Regions from separate parts of the Gasterosteus aculeatus genome. Here region 1 is linked to region 2. A link is a contact called in public Hi-C data. All regions are on one chromosome and are shown on one strand. The core of a region is the stretch at or near the end of the contact, and the rest is flanking DNA. Distances in the headings are between cores, read along the strand shown. Region 1 holds the start of rdh8a (retinol dehydrogenase 8a). Region 2 overlaps olfm2a (olfactomedin 2a).

The links. A called contact is a pair of places that touch in the nucleus more often than the background predicts.
Region 1: a Hi-C map of skeletal muscle shows a contact between it and region 2, with 2.7 times the contacts expected there. The contact joins the promoter of rdh8a here to the enhancer-like site in region 2. A contact is called at or near these places in 2 of 6 Hi-C or Micro-C datasets (both in skeletal muscle).

Annotation. Positions count from the first base shown.
Region 1 is chr11:9,280,605-9,283,304 of fGasAcu3.hap1.1, reverse strand. It overlaps rdh8a (retinol dehydrogenase 8a), which reads right to left and starts at 1,401. Exons shown (of 5, transcript XM_040191872.2): 1 at 1,150-1,401. The coding sequence starts at 1,255.
Region 2 is chr11:9,202,998-9,205,728 of fGasAcu3.hap1.1, reverse strand. All of the region lies in intron 1 of olfm2a (olfactomedin 2a), which reads left to right. Among protein-coding and RNA genes, the nearest start is that of olfm2a, 14 kb to the left of the region's middle. Within about 2 kb of position 1,473, at least 2 of the 9 cell types and tissues checked have open chromatin away from gene starts, as enhancers often do.

The DNA of each region.
Region 1 (2,700 bases), core at 152-2,651, 78 kb before region 2:
TTATTACTTTACGCACAGTGCAATATTTAATCTCTGAAGAGCTCTGGAATGAGCAGCCCAGTGTGGTTGCTCTAAGGTGGCCTTATTAAAAGCAGGTCGCATTGGGAAAAAGTAAAGTCTGCTTAAACCTGGTGTTGCGGGAGCAGTTAATCACTTTTGTTTTGCTCCTCCATTTCACGGTGATAAATCTCATCCGTCCCTGAGGGCCCAAAAAGAAACTTGAACCAACCCCTTGCATGGTGAAGAAAAGCGGTAAAAACAGCTCGTATTCATTTAATTATAAGATCATCGCTGAAATCTGGTGTTTCCCTGTTACCTTCTTGACCCCCCCACTAGGCATACAGCAAATGATGTTATTCTGCATTAGGTCGCATGTAACAACACGGGGCTCTAAAGGGCAAACTCCTACCAACAGGGGTGGGGGCGGAAAGGCGGTCTAATTCTGTCTGAGGCTCCACGACGTGGTGAAGGTTTTTGGAGTGACACACTGGGAAGCAGGCGAGTATGCACGGACCAACAAGGTCCAAGTGGGACAATCCAACTCCCCTGTGCACCAATGAAGACTTCAAACGAGGCCATTGCTTTAGAGTGAACCCTCGCTTGTACAGGTCTCAAACTTTGTCCCTCTTTCAACGCTCGCTCCAGTGAGGGGGACTATAGGCACATTAGACACGGCACTAAACCGGAGCGGGCGGTCTGCAATTCGCTGCGATTAACAAAAAGAAGGGGGCTTTGTGCTGGAGAAGTCACTTGAAAGAGAACTGGCAAGACTCCTTTTGTGATTCCGCACTGGAAAGCGGCATCCTCGCAGATCCCAAAACCCCGCAAAGTGCGCTTTTCAGACGATATTTGTTGAAGCAAAAGAGGGGCGACTGGATCGCAGTCGTCGCAAAAAGGATATGCATCCGATATCACTGGGCTTAGTCGTTCCAAACAAACCACTTCTTTGCCATTAGGCGGGGAGCTGCGCATGAAACTCAACCGAACGTCGTGCGTAAAGGAGCGTTGGTGCATAGCAGGGCTTTTAAAAGGCAAAGTCAACAACGACACAGCGGGTTTTTCAGGCGAATTCGATCGGACCTAATAACAGGACCGAACTCACAGGTCCGATCAGAGAAACAATGTAACTTTAGAAGAAAGCGCATTTACCATGGTAACGCTTCTTCTCATCTTTGGCCAGCGTGACGGCGATTCGTAGCCCGATGCCGGAGGAGCAGCCGGTGATCAGCACAACTTTCTGCCCGCTGTTCGCCATGATCTGTCCGGGTAGGCGCCGTGTTTAGCAGCGGTCCTCTGCTCCGGATGGTCGCTGCCGATCCCCGGACTTTACCAAAAAAAAAGCTAAAGCGGATCACGCAGTCACCTCAGCCATGTGAGCCTCTAATTCAGTCACATGGTAAATAAAATCAGTAACCAAAAAAAAAAAAAAAAAGAGACGTGGCATTGAAAACAAATGGGATTTAAAACTTGGAAAATGGGGTTAATTCTTCTAAAATGTGTGCGGCCGTGCATGCGCACACGTGCGTGTTTTGTTGAGGGGGCAGTGCTTATTTGATTTCTGAGCTGGTGACCCCAAAACAAATAGCCTAACTGTAATATTCATGCAGTAGTCACGTGATGTGTTGGTCATACCTGATGGTGTGTAGTAATCTCGATAGGAATTGTCCAAAGGTTTTTATTTTCACGTTCCGTGTCAAACTTTTTCTTTCTTTCTTCATGTTTTTGCTAATATTTGTGTGTCTGAAGTAAACGCGTTTATCGAATTTGAATGCAACTTCAAATAGCCATATTTGCGCTGCACATAATATATTTTTAACAATAAATAACATACTATCAGTATTTGCTGGAACTAAGTTTCTTGTTTGGCTGTATTAGATTTATTTATAATGCCAATACGTTTATAGTAAGTTAAAGCGCTGCCTTGTACCGCCATCTGGTGGTAAGGAACGACGTAGGACAAAAAATATTTCACCGTAATCCCAATATCAACCGAATGCAAGAAGAATGGTCTGGGTTTAGATATCTACAATTTCTTCCTTTGGTTTGACAATTATACAATTAGCAAGGCTGCCTGGCTGACCAGTGGACCCGATTCTTGACGGATGTTGTAAGGGTCAAAGTGCCGCTGATAACTAACACAAGGTTCTATTTCTCCGATGAAAGGCCATGGTGCAAGAGTCAGAGTCTGCCGTGTTCCTGCTTGTTGCTAAGTGTGATGCAATCTCTTGGCATTCGAAGTCTTCCATTTACTTTAGGGCTGATCTTCGTAACACCGAAGTAGAAATAAGTGCATGATCCAAAGAGCAACCCGGACAGATTAGTGAGTAAGTACGTTGTTAAATGCAATCTGTGACCGATGCATTTCTATCTTAATTCACTTTTGCATCTACTTACCAAACGCACATTTTTACTGTGTTTACATATTAACTGGTATCATTATTATGGATGTTCTCAGCTCAGGTAGCTTTTGTGTCTCGTTTGGACAGTTTCAAGGAGGATTATTATGAATTAGTCTGATACATGTGGTTATAAAGTATAGCTTTTCACAGGTGAAATATAATTGGAGGTTCTCTGGTCTTTTTCCCGCCAGCTAGTGCAGCTAAACGCTGTGCGCTTTCTTATGATTGTTGTCCAACACAAAACATTTCTGCACTTGACAAACTAATGAATGTGGCCCTACCTAATTTAATCCCCCTTTCT
Region 2 (2,731 bases), core at 224-2,723:
TTGAGTTTGTCATTAAAAAGGCAGCTTGAGTGACTACTAGATATAATGATGTTAAGGACATCTACATTTGTACGTGTTGTGTCACGGTAAAAATTGTAAAGAAATGTTGGTGTGGGTTTGAAAATTTGGTTCAAAATCTTGTTTAAAAAAAAGATAAAGAACATCTGGACTTGATCAAAAAATATATTATCTATACGGTTGTAAAAGCAGTTTCACTTTACTGGTGCGGATTGAGAACACAAAGGTTGGGAGGCTTTGTTCTGGCTTGTGATGAATTATAAATTTGTCTGCATGTCTCCATTGTGAGCTGATTAGATGGGCACTACGGCCTACATGTAAGGACGATAGATGGGCTCACCACAGGGTATTGTAGGTGTGTTTCAGTCAATAAAGCCAGGCAGACACATTTACTGTATTGATTTTCCTCCCCACGTGTTCCCATTGGTTAACAGACCTAACAGGAGTTAAGCACTGTCCTGGGATGGCCCTCCGTTTTGTTCCCTACTTTTGTTTCACGCAGTAGGGGGGAAAAACTGCGTATTACGTGCATGTCACAGCTCAACCGGGTCTCTCACACAACACTGTGGCAACCACCATTAAAGGGTATTGTAGACATTTCACAGCTCAGTGGAGAGAAAGCGTGGCTCATGCAAGTGGACACAAATAGGGAGAGGCACCGACACACACACGAAAAAAATAAATAAATCTATGCACGCGTATGGAAACACACACACACATACTGAAAGACACATTTATTGTTTTAGGAGATTAAAGTGTTGAACTATGTAGGTGCAAGTTGAACATGCCAGGTTATCGGCTGACATGTAAGGCCAAATGTATCAGTCATGAATCATGTACTGTCAATCGCCATTGTGGTCAGGGAGGGGAATAGCGGTGCATTCTTTGTGGAGAAAGCTCTCTGCTTGAATTATTGAACACAATCAACGCGACAGGATGTGTTCTCTGCACTTCATGCACGCCGGGGTCGATGCCTGTGTGCTCTATAATCCTCCTGCACTCTCAGTCGCTACGATGAAAATGTAAAAGCCCAGATGAGTTTCCTTAATCAAAGGCCCACAGGAGCCGTTAATAGATTAAACACTCCATGTTGAAAGCCCACCACTGTGTCCGCCTGCCTAAACCCGGGGGTGCAGCCTATTTACGCCATTTAAATAGTTACCATGGTAATGAGGTCACGCTTCGTTTAAGCTGATTTTGATCTTGATATATTTAGAAGGCAGTGGGCCTCCATGTCCATCATCTAATTAATGAATTATGAGTCAGAAAAATAGCCAGTATTTTCCAGACGGGGGGGGTAATTTGGTCCTTAATGTCAGCTGTTAATCTGCAGTTTTGCGGCTTGTTTGTGCTCAGTGAGAATGGCGCTTTCCGCTCGCTAGGATTGCTATCTCACCCAGCGCGCGCCCCAGTATGACCTCGGGGCTTCGTGGCGCTCTACTGCCATCCATGGGTGTGCACAAACGATGCCATTTCTGCAGTTGGTGGCCATTTCCACCGTTTGAGCTGATTAGAAATGTCCTTTATAGAGCCCAGGCTCTGAGCAAAGTAGATTTTTTTATGGATGTTTATGATCCCATGGGGTCCATGTTGGCGAGTCTATGTGGGAGGTACAGAAATGCTGCAACACATTAGACATTTCTTTTATCTACACAGGTGCTGCCACAACATCAGATTTTCCCCACATATGGCCAAAATATTTCTCGATAAAGATATTTTTCCATTATCTACACATCATTTATAAAATATTAACAATAATACCTTAATGGCAATTTGTCTTTGACCTTGTGTACCTGTGTGTTCTGTCTCGCTACGAGCAAATTAATTCCCCCTATAGCCCCCAGGGGTATTTTGGAATTGGTGGAGAGATGATGACATCAACATTTATAGCGTGCAGATCAATGCAGATCTAATGTCGAGCATGCGACAAGACAGCTACGGTCGCCAGCGAGTGAAGTATGAGCTCAGGACAGAAATAGTAGAAGCCAAGACACGTGCAGAGTAAAGAAGAAACACATGTTATGATGCCACTTTTTGTCATTGCCGGAGGCCACGAGAGACAACAGGGAGAGAGCGAGAGGAGAGGAGATAAAGGCTGAATCGTATTCACACAGAAGGAGAACAAAAGAGCGACAGAGAATTGGAGATGATGACACAGCAGAGTAGTGAGGCCGGACAATTGTTCGAGTGAAAATGATGAGAAATGGCTGTGAAAGTTAATGAAAAGGGATTAAATTAATACAGGTTAAATGGCTGACTTATTCTCTTGCTCATGTTTAATGAAAGCCTGTTCGGCCAACAGACTCTGTGATTAGACAGTTGATTGGCAGAGCCTGGGCTTCTTTGAGGTATGGCAGATTGTCCTCATGAATCATTATTCCCTTCTTTTATTTGGTCCATCACATTACAAAAGATGGCATCTGACCTGCACTCTGTGAGAGGAATATTAAGTTTGAAAGATTTCAGGTGCACTCCACTCTGCCCACGTAAAGCAAATACATAACTTATTAAGAGACGCCTTGAAATAGAAGAGTGCAACCTTTAGAGAGCAGAATAATGTTTATGTTGGCGGCCTATATATCTTCAGTCAGTCTGCAGGTGCAACATGTACACTTTTCTTATTATCACTAATGAATAAAGACGAGTCAATTCCGAGAGACACAAATAATTGCCATTGGACTTTGATCTGGTCTGATTTATCTTAAGAAATAGG